Regions from separate parts of the Mus musculus genome. Here region 1 is linked to region 2. A link is a contact called in public promoter capture Hi-C data. All regions are on one chromosome and are shown on one strand. The core of a region is the stretch at or near the end of the contact, and the rest is flanking DNA. Distances in the headings are between cores, read along the strand shown.

Region 1 (6,945 bases), core at 2,162-4,661, 350 kb after region 2:
CTTCAGACACTCCAGAAGAGGGAGTCAGATCTCGTTATGGATGGTTGTGAGCCACCATGTGGTTGCTGGGATTTGAACTCTGGACCTTCGGAAGAGCAGTCGGGTGCTCTTACCCACTGAGCCATCTCACCAGCCCTATATTTCAGTTTTTAATACTTGTCATTTTAAATTATAATTGTAATACATTTTAATAACTGTTAAAGAGTAGTGGCTCATGCCTGAAATCTCAATACTTGGAGGCTGAGAGATGAGTACTTCTTCAAATTTAAAGCTATTCTGGGCAACAAAATATAGACTAAGACAGTGTCTAAAATAATGGTTCTCAACCTATGGGTCAAAATACCTTTTTGGTCACTAATAAACTATTCAGATATTTACATAATGATTCATAACAGCACCAAAATTAGTTATGAATAACAACAAAAATAATTTTATGGTTGGGGGTCATCACAACATGAGAAACTGCATTAGAAAGGCTGAGACTGATCTAAAACAAAAATACATATTACTCAATGTTTAATAAAGGCACAACTCATAAATGTTCTAAGAACAGTGGCACTTGATAGTTTCTCATATTTTGTTTTTAACTTCTCATTTTTAAAATGCTGTTGCAATTAGTTAAAAAATACCTGTTATTTCAATATTTGAAAACAGTTTACTAACATATAAATTGATATTACAAAGCACCTGAAAAATATATGCTACTTAAATAAACTAAAGAGCTCTGCAAGAGAACACTGGTTTGATTAGTGAAGCTCACAACCTTCACTAATTCCAGTTCCATAGGTCTGTCTCTTCTAAACTCCTTAGTAGAACCAGACACTCAAGTGGAATAGACCTACAAGCAGTAGAAACACTATACACATAAACTGAAAGTTCAAGGAAGTGGCTTAGCTAGTAAAAGGACTTGCCTCCAGCCCTGACATGATAGAAGAAGAAAACTGACTTCCACAATTTGTCCTATAACTTCCAGACATGAATATATACAAAATTATTAAATTTAAAAGAAGCCAGTTTTAGGAAAACAGGGCTTTAATCTTAGCAATGAGCAATGAGAAAGCAGAGAAAGTGATATTTCTGTCTGTGAGTTCTAGGACAAACAGGATCACACATAGTTGTTGTAGTCACTCCAAAAATACATTCAACACCAAGTCTTTTTTATAATATAAGAATTACTACTCTAAAAAAAAAAAAGAAATGCTAAGATATAGTTAAATAATTATATCTTTAAAAACCACGTCAGGCGTGGTGGTGCATGCCTTTAATCCCAGCACTCAGGAGGGAGAGACAGGCAGATTTCTGAGTTTGAGGCCAGCCTGGTCTACAAAGTGAGTTCCAGGACAGCCAGAGCTATACAGAGAAACCCTGTCTCCAAAAACCAAAAAAATAAAAAAAATTAAAAAATAAAAATAAAAACTAGACAAAATCATTTCTTTAAGCTTTTACCATGAAATCTTAAAAGAGTGTGGAGGTTAACATCAAATTTAAAATTACCCACTGTACACCAGAAACCTAGCAACCTACTAGTAAACAGAAATATGTTTCTATACATATCACCTGAAGAGTGTTTAAATCTTGGACTCAGTCCTTAAAGGCTAGGCTCACAACCAAACCAAACCAAAAATTATGTGTGCATAATATGCATATATATATATGTATATATATATATACATACATACATAAATTTATATATACACATATATGTTAAGAACACTATTAACTGTATAGCAACCAGAGCTATACTGAGAAACCCTGTCTCCAAAAACCAAAAAAGAATACTATTAATACTTCATTGGTGGTATGAAATTATCAAGTTTATAATCACTGATTTTCATTAGAACGGAAACTATATAATGGTAACAAGTATGTATGTCACAGATCTGTGCTTTTTTTGCTATGGTTTACAAGTATCTAAATATGTTACCTTTAAGAATTTTTTTTTTTTTTTTGAGACAGGGTATCTCTGTGTAGCCCTGGCTGTCCTGGAACTCACTCTGTAGACCAGACTGGCCTCAAACTCAGAAATCTGCCTGCCTCTGCCTCCCAAGTGCTGGGATTAAAGGCATGTGCCACCCCGCCCGGCTAAGAATCTTTTTTTAAAGGTTTAAAAAGACTTGATAATTCTCCTTTTAAGTAATGGGGAATACTTTTCATTAACCTGTACTTGCTAGGTTTAATATTTTCTTGGTAAAACTACCCTGTTTCCTTTCTAAAACTGTTTCATTTCCCCTCTCCTCCCTCTATTTCCCACCATCTTGATTGATACCAGCAGCCAATAACTAAATGACAATGCAAAGTTTCACAAAGGAAATGCCGTGTGCTCTCTCACTCTCTGGAAAATAAACTACAAGGAAGTAAAAAAAAAAAAAAATTAACATTCCAAACTGGAATTCAGTATTATTTCTGCATAGTATTACTACTGCATCGTAAAAAATTCTTTTTAAGTACGGAAACTCTTTATCTCCTTACCTATAACTTGTCCCTTATGGGAAAATAATAAAACGTGTGTATATCACAAGAGGCTGCAACAACCAAGCGTCTTCTCATAACTTGAGATGAGTAACTGGAGGATATAGCTGACCTCAGAAAAACTGCAAAATAAGCAGTGCTCTGGGCTGTATGCTGAGGCAGGGCCTCAAACTATCAGGAAAGTAAGCCAAGAAAGGAGAAACGGGGAAGGAAAAAAAAAGTTTCAAAGATCCCTAAAAGCTATAATGAGCACTTTCAGAGTAGGGAGAGGCTCCAGGCTTGGAACAGTGAAAAGCTTAGGAGAAAAATATAAGTAATTATGTTTAAACAGTTGCTGACCTTGTTCAACAGCGTCTTCATCTTGGCGCCATCTTTGCATCGGGTCAAGAACCCGAAGAAGCTGCTGTGGAAGAAATACATGGCTCTTGTTAATGATCACAGAAAGACATCAGTAAAAAATCTCCCAAAACATTGTTAACAGTGCTAGGCGAAAGCGAGTCGTCACCGCAAGCAAGATGCAGTCAGGCCTCCTGGAGAGTCTTTTGAACCCGGAGAGAGAAAGACAACCTGTAAGTATTAGCAGTGCGTACCTATCTAATCCACAAAGCGCCTTCTTCTCTTCGACTGTGAGACTGAAGGACCCCTCTTCGCCCTCGCCTCTAGCCTTTTCCGCCGCCATTTTCTTTTCCTCATTACCTAGGGCAGCAGTAGTGAGAGATAATCCGTAAGATTTCATGGAAACTGGCAAAGGAGAAAGCGGCAGAGGCTATCTGGTCACATTACCACGCAGATGGTGAACGCAAGAAGAACTCATTGTTGCAGAACCTAAGCGAAGTTCTTAGAATATCAAACTTCGCTAGCATCCGCATAAAGTTGTTATAATACCGTCAGTGTGAACCGCACGTAACGTCCATAACCTCTCCCTAAAGCCAGGCTTTCCAATGGAAGCAACCGTTTTATCCCACGTGACTTTTGTTGACTTGCGTCATCACCAGTGCAGCTAAACTTGCTACTTCGCTAGCTCGTGATGTCAGCCTAAGAGCTCTACCTACCGACCACAGTGAAATTAGTTTTAGGTATGCTTTGTAACTCTTTCTTATTCCACACTAGATATCCAGACCCTTTCATTTAATTGCTATACTGATCTCACAAGGAACAAAGAGCACTAAGAAAAAATACATCAAACATCGGTTTTTAGGGCACATGAAAGCCAATTAGAGACCAAATAGTTAAAAAAAAAAATTTTCCTCTTGCCTTACAGAACACCTTCTGTTAAGTTCCCAGAATCGGTGCTCCTTAATACTAATTCTAGCAAACTTTAAAATTAAGATCTTGAAGTAATGACACACACGTTGGGAAAACAAAATGTATTCAGCTAAAATTGAAATCATCCTCAATGAGTAACTGGGTCGTGTTTTTTTGTCACCACCATAGCTAAACTCATTAATTACCCATCCACTCAACCACATCAAACCAAAAAAACTTTATAAAAGTCACATGACTTTGTCCTTAAACAACAGATCATAGTGAATGAACAGTCCCTCACAAAGGTTATCCCTGCGGGGGCAAGGAGTGACGTGAGGGGGCGGGGGGGGGGGAAGGACGGGGGAATCCCTCATTGCATTTTGAAGATGCAGTAACCATTTGAGAACAATACCATTTCTTTTGACCTTTTGGTTGTTGTAGCTAAAATTTGTAAATATGATCCAACACTTTGTAAGAGGAGCATTCATTTATATATAATACAATAATAAAAAATATAATAAGACAAGTTCCAATTTTGCTGTTCTCAGGAGTTTTGAATTGACTTGTATTACCATTACTTACTGGGCCTGGACCTTCACAAGGAAACCTAGTTCCCCATCTCAGAAACCAGTATCACAAGTCTCCAACACAAATATTTATAAATCTAAGATGACCTTAAACTTGAATTGTATTGAAGACTGGCTAGCAAACACTACCTAATCCCTCTTCAAGTAAATTCCCTACCCCCAAACCAGGTCCACAAAACATGTCTAAGTCTTTTCAAAAGCTTCCATAACAAAATTCTAGGAAGCTTCTAAAACACTTTGCAGACCTGGAAGCCATAAGATGCAAAAAACAGGCAATCTGACTTATCTTTTACCCTTCTGCCAAAAGGTTTCAGAAACAATTAGACCTATTCTCCCCCTCCCTCCCTGCACCCAATTTAACTTGAAAAGCAGTTTCTGGGACTCCAGAAGCCTACACTACAAGAATTGATTCTCAGACGGTGTATAGCTTCTGCTACTTTACTCTCAGATACTAACTGCATGGTATGGTTAAGAGCACTGACTGCTCTTCCAGAGGTCCTGAGTTCAATTCCCACCACCAACATGGTGGTTCACAACCATCTGTAATGGGATCCAATGCCCTCTTCTGGGGTGTCTGAAAACAGTAACAGTGTACTCATATAAATAAAGTAACTCTTAAAAAAAAAAAAAGTCAGAGCCAGCCGTGGTGGTGCACGCCTTTAATCCCAGCACTTGGGAGGCAGAGGCAGGTGGATTTCTGAGTTTGAGGAAGCCTGGTCTACAGAGTGAGTTCCAGGACAGCCAGGGCTACACAGAAAAACTTTCTCTCAAAAACAAACAAACAAACAAACAAACAAACAAACAAAAAATCAGCTCTGGGAATTCTTTAAAGTTAATGTGTATGCTACACTTACCTAAGGACAAATAACTGCAGAATACTGGAGGTTGTGTTTTAGTTCAATAGCAAGGTTTGTTGCCCCAAGTGCTCAGGATATGCTTGATCACACACAGGTGAGAAATATGCAGACAGGAAGTCAGTGAGGATGTATGCTTACCCCTAATTGGACAAATATGGAAAGTTCATAGATTTGTAGAGGTTTCTTTGCATGATCACATGACTGATTTTAATTCAAAGCCATTTCTCTTGGAATCCTGGCATGAATGTAGTCAGTGTTGAACTTCCTAGTCAGTGTTAAATAAAGCTTGCTTTAGTTGGATATTGTGGAACAGGTCTTTAATATTTTATATATAGGCAGGCTTATTGGGAAGCTGCTCTTGGGCAAGTTCACTGGCCCCAATAACTGAGGCCAGGGAAGTTACCATGGAGAGAGAAAGCTCATGTACACAGAGAAGGGAGAAGAGAGAGAGAGAGATAGACAGAGAGAGAGAAAGAGGATAAGACAAGGTGGGGAGGAAGAGGAAGAAGAGGAGGAAAAGGAAAAGGAGGGGGACATGGGGGGGGGAGTCATTGTCCAAATGTCTGGATTATATAGGGAGAAGCTTCTGGGGGAAAGGTAGCCCAGCCTCTGACCTGAAAAGTTTAGGTTTGGAGACAGAATGCCAGGTTGGGACTGAGGGATGCTAGGAGAATCTGGAGGCCAGGACTGCTTTAATATGTAAAATATGTACCTCAGTCCCTTGTAAGGGTTGAAACTAAACAATCTTTCTCCTCAAAATTCTCAGGTTTAAACAGTTCTGAAGTAGTAGTAGTCCATCCTTTCATTCTCCTCTGCTGACTTTTTTCTTATTTTTTATTTTTTGGTTTTAAGGCATTTATTGTAGAAAGGCAAAGAGTGTGAGATAGTAGAGAAGCAGAAGGCAGCCATGACCACATAGAGAGAGCAAGGAAGGGGATGGGGAGAGAGGGGGAGCAGGGGAGCAAAAGAGCTAGAGAATAGAGGTAAGGGAGGGAGCAAGAGCTGACTTATTTCTTCCACTATTGTATCTGCTGAGTTCTGGGGTTGACAAATATTTGCCACAAAGAAATAATGGTGAATCCTTTCAAATTTCAGAACTCAGTAAGTAAAGCCAGAAAGATAATTGTCCAATGCAACCTACTCTACATAGAGAATCTTAAAACAGAAAAAGGTGTTTGATAATAAAAACCCTTTTAAATTACTCTTTGGGGGTTTAAGGACATTTCTCTGTTAAATATTAAAATTCTGCCATATTCCCTCAATCTTCATTTTGTAGCTCATAAATTTAACTTGACCTATTGTTTCTTGCCCTGAAAAAAAGTTGTTATACTTTTTCACTGAGCCTTGTGAACTTTGGAGGTCTCCTTGTCTCCTTGTCTCTATACATAGCCTATCAGCTTAAAGGCCAGACAGCACTGCTTTGTCTAGATAGCATAAATGTTGCAAATGTTATAAACATTGCAAATGTACCAAGTCCTTGTTTTTCCCATATAAAAATTGGTTCTGAGGAATGCCTTATTGAAGTTTTCGATCCCCACTCCTGACTAATCAGTCTAGGAATGTGTTCAATAAACCATTGATACATGACTGAGATTGGCTTCTGAGGGGTTTGTATGGCTATTACTGGACCCTAACAGTCTCAGTCACAGAGTATTCAAATATGATGGAATTGCAGGTAAAAATCCCTAACACTGACAGAAACTGCTTAATTTAAGAAAGCTAGCTGGGCGGTGGTGGCACATACATTTAATTCCAGCACTTGAGAGGCAGAGACAGGAGGATTTCTG
Region 2 (7,057 bases), core at 3,169-5,668:
TTTGTTTAGATTGGTGGTGTGAATTCCTGATCTCTCCAAGATGCTTAACATGAAGGAGTGTTGGTTTTTGTCAAAGACTTTTTCAGCATCTAATGGAATGATCATGTGATGACCATGTGATTTTTTTTTCTTTCAGTTTGTTTACATACTGAACTACATTGATAGATGTTTGCATATTGAACCATCCCTGCATCCCTAGGATGAAGCCTACCTGATCATGGAGAATGATGTTTTTGATGTGTTCTTGAATTCAGTTTGCAATAACTTTATTGAACATTTTTGCACTAATATTCAGAAGTAAAATTGATCTGAAGTTCTCTCTCTTTGTTGGGCCTTTGTGTGCTTCAGGTATCAGAGTGACCGTGGTTTCAAAGAATGAATTAGGTAGTGTTCCTTCTGTTTCAATTTTGTGACACAGTTTGGGGAGTGTTAATATTAGTTTTTCTTTCAAAGTCTGGCAGAATTCTGTACTAAAACCATCTTCCTCTGGGCTTTTTTTTTTTTTTTTTAATTGGGAGGTTTTTAATGACTGCTTCTATTTCCTTAGGGGTTATAGGAGTATTTAGATAGTTTACTTGATCTTGATTAACTTTGGATTTAATTTTGTTATGTGGTGGTATCTGTCTAAAAAATTGTCCATTTCATCTAAATTTTCCAGTTTTGTCAAGTATAGGCTTTTATAGTAAGACCTCATTTTTTAAAAAATTTCCTCAGTTTCTCTTGTTAAGTCTCCATGTTCATTTCTGATTTTGTTAATTTTGATACCATCTCTGTGTCCTTTAGTTAGATTGGCTAAGGGTATATCTATCTTGTTTTTCTCTATGAATCAGCTATTGGTTTTGTTGAATCCTTGCTTGGATTGCCTTGCAGATCCCAAGATTTTGGAGATTCTAGAGTCATGGCATACCTGTTAATGTATTCTGCTAACAGAGTGTGGAACCAATATAATCAACAAAGATGAATGGAGATCTAAAAACACTTTGAAATCAAACATAGAGATGCAGAATTTGCCCAACTGGTTTTTAATAGTCCTTTGGTCTATTTGGTCCTCATCCTCTATATTTTGGAATGATAAAATATATCTTGTGCAACTTACATGTTCTAAATATATAATCTGATTCTTTATTTTTATTTTACAGGGGTGATAGGTAGGAGATTTCCATGACTTTTTCCCCAGAAAAGCAGGAATCAGTCTACCTGAATTCCCAGCAACAATACTCCTGGGCATATACCCACAGGGCACTCCATGCTATCACAAAGACATCTTCTGAACTATGTTTATAGCAGCTTTATTAACAATAGATAGAAACTCTGGAAACATCGTAGGTGTTCCCAACCAAGGATTTGTTAAAGAAATGTGGTACATTTATATACTGGAATATTACGAAGCTGTTAAAAAAATAACATCATGAAATTTGTAGACAAATGGATGGAAACAAAAAAAAAATCACCCTATGTAAGGTTATTTAGACTATATACAAATGAAACTGTATAAAAACAGGGGTGTGTGTGTGGAGAGATGGCTCAGTGGTTAAGAGCACTGACTGATCTTCCAGAGGTCCTGAGCTCAAATCCTAGCAACCACATGATGGCTCACAACCATCTGTAATGGTATTTGATACCCTCTTCTGGTGTGTCTGAAGAGACAGTGACAGTGTACTCATATACATAAAACAAATTAATCTTTTTAAAAATGGTATATATTCACTTATAAGTTTGATATTAGCTCTAAAGTAAAGGGTAATTATGCTACAATCCACAGACCCAGAGAGACTCAAAATAAAGATGGCTCAAACAGGGACCAATGGATCTCTCTGGAAAGAGAGATATGATGAGAGGGGATGGGAACACAAGAATGTTGTGTGGTGAAGATAGAGGGAGATCATAGTGGGGGAAGACAAGTAAAATTGGAATGCATTTTCCAGTCAAGGTAGAAACTTTGCGGCGGGGTGTGTTGGTGTGGCATGGTGCACACCTTTAATCCCAGCACTTGGGCACTTGGGAGGCAGAGGCAGACAGATTTCTGAGTTTGAGGCCAGCCTGGTCTACAAAGTGAGTTCCAGGACAGCCAGGGCTATATAGAGAAACCCTGTCTTGAAAAAAAAAGAGAAAGAAAAGAAAAGAAAAGAAAAGAAAAGAAAAGAAAAGAAAAGAAAAGAAAAGAAAAGAAAAGAAAAGAAAGAAACTTTGTGCAATGGAAAATCGCTGAAATCTAAGAAGGTGACCCTAGATAAGATTAATAGCAATGAGGGATATGAAGCCTGAATCAGTCATCATCTATAACCAAGCATGTTGTCCAAGGCCAGTGGCAGGATTTTCTCTGTCCAATAACATTAAAATATAAGTGCAGCAGGAGGACAGGGAAAAGGGAGGCAGAGCTAAGAGTTGCAGGGACAGAGAGTGACTCAGGAGAAAGATTTTTTGTGTGTATATTGTTCAAAATATACAAGAAAGGATATTACATAATGAATTTGAAAGTATAAAGGTGGTGTTGAGGTATTCATAGGTTATTTCTCTGCCAGTGAAATAAGCCAACTTAATACAAATTAGATTATATTACATGTAGGTTTTCTGGGAAACTGCTCTCGGGTAAGTGTGCTGGCCTCAAAAAAGGAGGCTATAGAAGTTGCCATGGGAAGTGTATGTTGGTGGGGAAAAGAGAAAAAGGGCACCCAGGCAGAGAGAAGAGAAGAAGATCTACCATACTGTCTGGAATGCATAGGGAAGAGCCACTGGGAGAAGGACAGCCCAGCCGCTGGGCTGGGAAGTTCAAGATGGGGGAGGGGGGAAGGGAGGGTGTGCCAGATAGGGAGAACCTGGAGGCTAGGTCTGCTTTGATGTGTAAAATAGACACCACCACCTCCACCACCCCCTTCCTTATCTTGGGTTGAAAACCAACCAGATGTGTTTACCTACTTTATTGAGGCACAACAGAAACAAAAATAAGACAAAAGAAAGAAAAAAGGAAGGAAAATCTTCGAAGATTATAAAACTGCAAAGTACTTGGATTTCCCTTAGTAACAGACATGTAAAAAGTTATAAACACAGTTAAAAACTGAAATGTAGAACAGGGTGTTTAAAAAGCAAAAAGTAATTTAATGAGGTCTACACAGCTTGTTCAGCATAAATAGTGGAATTCTTTGCTTAAACAGAGAGAGGAAGAGAAAGGAGGAGAGAGAGAGAGAGAGAGAGAGGGAGGGAGGGAGGGAGGGAGGGAGGGAGGGAGGGAGGGAGGGAGAGAGAGAGAGAGAGAGAGAGAGAGAGAGAGAGAGAGAGAGAGAGAGAGAGAGAGAGAGAGAGAGAGAGAAAGAGAGGAAGAAAATCTGTCATGATGATTTTCCAGAGAGAATATGGTTTTCTGTTTGTTCAAAATTGTGTCTGCTACCTTAAAAAAGCAACAAACTTTATTTCTGAGTATCTCAGAAAGTTTTCTTAGTTTTTCATGTAGTAAAAGATTTACTTACCAGTACTTGTGCATGTAAATAACATACCTATTCTCCATACAGTATGTCCGGTATTACATTTGGGGGGAGGGGGTGGTTGTTTGGTTATTTGGTTGTTTTCGTTTTTCGAGTCAGGGTTTCTCTGTGTAGCCCTAACTGTCCTGGAACTCACTCTGTAGACTAGACTGGCCTTGAACTCAGAAATCCTGCCTCCCAAGTGCTGGGATTAAAGGTGTGCACCACCACGCCCGGCTAAATTTCAGTTTTTTATGGAAGATATTGTTGTGAAATTTAATCTTGAATATGTATAAATATTATAATAAATGTATGCATAGCAAGTACAGTGTTAAATAATGTGCATGGAAATACTGGGGCACTAGAATTATAGTCACCGACTAACTTCCACAAAGTCAAGGTCTTGCCACTTGGTCGAGTAAGGACAAAAAAAAAAAAATCCCCTCTCCCCCCCCCAAAAAAAAAACCAATAAAATAAAAAGGAGAGAAGGGAAGAGAAGAGAAGAGAAGAGAAGAGAAGAGAAGAGAAGAGAAGAGAAGAGAAGAGAAGAGAAGAGAAGAGAAGAGAAGAGAAGAGAAGAGAAGAGAAGAGAAGAGAAAGAGAAGAGAAGAGAAAGAGAAGAGAGAAGAGAACCCCTGTTACTATTTTCATAAAGAGGGAGTTCCGGCAGACACTTTAGCGCAGCCAAATTGCTTCCGGGTTGTTAGCTTTCTACTGCGCAGGCGCTCGCGTGCAGTGATATCTTTAAAAGAAAAAAGATCCGGCTAAGTATTTATCTAAGCAGTCGGTTTTTTTTTCTTTTTTAAATACAGTTTAATGAAGAAGATAAATTAGTTTGTGTCTGTTTTCCTTTGGTCGTTTCGTTTCTGTAGCTTCAACTTTTACCTATGTGTGAAACGACTTCCAGATTTATAAATAACGCTTGAAAAATAAGTCAGCGGAGCGACACATCTCGTGTCACATTGTGATCTAAAAATGGTGGAACCGAACGAGGAGGTGAATATTTGTAAGAATGTGGAATTAAGCAAACTCTGAAATTTAGAAGAAAATAAAGTTCCTGGGTGCCACGCAGTGAGTAGGCAATTCCATTCGCCCTTTAATATCGAATCACTTTTTATAACCGCGTTTTGAGCGAACATGAAGCCAGGATCTGACGACTTTCTACCGCCGCCTGAGTGCCCTGTGTTTGAGCCCAGTTGGGCGGAATTCCGCGATCCTCTTGGCTATATAGCTAAAATCAGACCCATTGCGGAGAAATCAGGCATTTGCAAGATACGCCCACCTGCGGTAAGCCTCTGAAATGAGATGATGATGATGATGATGATGATGATGATGATGATCCCTTAACAAGGCCTTAGATTTATGTAGGCGTTTTGAATCTTTTTACCTACTCCTTTCATACTGTAGAAAAGTCCTCCAGCCATCCAGATTCCTTGTGGTTAGAACTTGAAATGCTTCTGCAGATGTGCAGTTAATACATTTTCAGTTAATGGGTTGTCTGTACCATGTTTCAACTAAGAAAAATTCAGTATACTAGCAGTCTCATTTATAACTGGAAAAATATATTATACAAGTTTATATTGTTATATTTATTGGTCACTTTCTCAGTTTCAAGTAAAATGAAAAGGGTGTGGGATCCTTGCTTCAGGTTAAATATCTGTTGATTGGCAGGACATGCATTCACATAGTTTTACCATGAACTACTACTAATTGGCTTCTAGGATTGGCAACCTCCTTTTGCTGTAGAAGTTGATAACTTCAGATTTACTCCTCGAATTCAGAGGCTAAATGAACTGGAGGTAAGAAATGTGCTTTTATATAACAATTGGAATTCTAATCTTTGCTGTTACAACAATGACTTGTATTTAGTTTCTGATATCAAACATTGTTTATTGCAACCCCACATATCATTTCTTAAAAATATTAATTTATGACAGTGCCTTCTTTAAAACACAATATAGGTTTATAAAATTCCAGAACATGAAGGTTTCAACATTCCATTATATGATAGACTAAGGTTAAAGCTACAAAGAAAGTAAAGATAGGATAACCTTTGCCTAAAAATAAAAAAATAAGTTATACAAGAGGTATAATTAAAGTTCCATACTCCGTTTTTCTTATTTCTTTTTTAAGGTTACTTACATCCTTCTAGTCTCCTCTATTGCTTCCTCATACCCACTCTGAAGTGGCTGCCTTTTACTTTTCTAGTTTATTCCTTCCTGCACCTAGGTCTTAAGAGATTATTGTGGAAGAGGGAGTAGTGATATTGAAAGAGCAGAGGAAATGAAAGTTTGCTTTGAGGTTGAGAAGTCTTATCAACATGGGAGTGGAAACATGATCTAAACAGGAATGACACCAATAGTATGGTACTATTAAAAGTAGAAAACTAAGGAGGCCTCACCTTAGACAAATAACTACAGGGCACTAAGGAAGACTAAAAGTGGGAGAAATAGTGCCTCACAAGGAGTAGCATACCAGTTTGTTTAAGGGGGCAATGATGCTATTATAATTTTAAAATATTTTTTAAAAAAGCAAGGAAAGATAAGTACAAAGTGGGGGCAAAAAGTAGTTCTAATTTATTGACCGTTTTCTTTCCCAGGCCCAGACCAGAGTAAAACTGAACTATTTGGATCAGATTGCAAAGTTCTGGGAAATTCAAGGTTCTTCCTTAAAGATACCTAATGTGGAGAGGAAGATCTTGGACCTTTACAGCCTTAATAAGGTAAGATTAGTTAACATTTGAGAAAAAATAAGCCATAACTATAAAACATACTTCCATTTATATTTGCTTAGAAAGGAGTACAATATAACCTGGCAACAACCCTGATATGAGTTATACAGTGGTTAAGGAAGTGATATTTGAAGGACATGCTATGTTTCCTGCATTAAGGGTCACTGGAGGGTTCAGATGTTTCCAGTGTGTTCACTGTTTACGTATATATTTTCTTGTCCATTTAGATTGTGATGGAGGAAGGTGGATATGAAGCAATCTGCAAGGACCGTCGGTGGGCCCGTGTTGCCCAACGCCTTAATTACCCATCAGGGAAAAACATTGGTTCCCTGCTTCGGTCCCACTACGAACGGATCATTTACCCTTATGAAATATTTCAGTCTGGAGCTAATCTTGTGGTGAGGGTCATAACTGACTTGGAGCTTGATACAAGATTTGATTTCTTTCGTTTTTACTTTTTTCTTTGTAATTGGCATTTATTTTGAATTGTTAGAAAATTAAAATTTGTTATATTTTAAATTTTTAGGAATAGGCCTTTGGAAACTTGCTTATAAAAAGCTTTATTGTTCAGTCTATGGTCAGTAAACTTTAGTGAGTTCCTTTCTGTCATGGGAAGTTATTATTATGAACCAAATCACATCCTAGAAAAAGAAGTGCAATTACATCAGGTTGTTATCTGAAAAGTAGATAATTATTTTCTGAAATTATTAAGCTTCCTTATTTTAGAAACTTCATATTTTAGGTGTTCAAAATGAGTAAGCTGGTATTACTTTTGTTTAGCTGAACTTAATTATTTTAAATATTATGTATATGTATACACATGAATATTTCATTGCTGAACTTAAACGCATTGTTTATACATATATA

What was found. Capture Hi-C pulls out chosen DNA fragments and counts their contacts.
Region 1: a contact with region 2 is called in a promoter capture Hi-C map of adipose tissue. The contact joins the promoter of Uty here to the promoter of Kdm5d in region 2. A contact is called at or near these places in 9 of 39 promoter capture datasets (the C10 cell line, cranial neural crest, frontonasal cranial neural crest and 6 more), 5 of 115 datasets of contacts at active chromatin or transcription factors (the 230-238 cell line, astrocytes, bone marrow-derived dendritic cells and 2 more) and 2 of 9 other capture datasets (adipose tissue and liver).

What each region holds. Positions count from the first base shown.
Region 1 is chrY:1,242,348-1,249,292 of GRCm38.p6, forward strand. It overlaps Uty (ubiquitously transcribed tetratricopeptide repeat containing, Y-linked), which reads right to left and starts at 3,412. Exons shown (of 27, transcript NM_009484.3): 1 at 3,060-3,412; 2 at 2,809-2,872. The coding sequence starts at 3,205.
Region 2 is chrY:893,370-900,426 of GRCm38.p6, forward strand. Kdm5d (lysine (K)-specific demethylase 5D) reads left to right here and starts at 4,419. Exons shown (of 26, transcript NM_011419.3): 1 at 4,419-4,746; 2 at 5,181-5,258; 3 at 6,059-6,181; 4 at 6,418-6,588. The coding sequence starts at 4,597.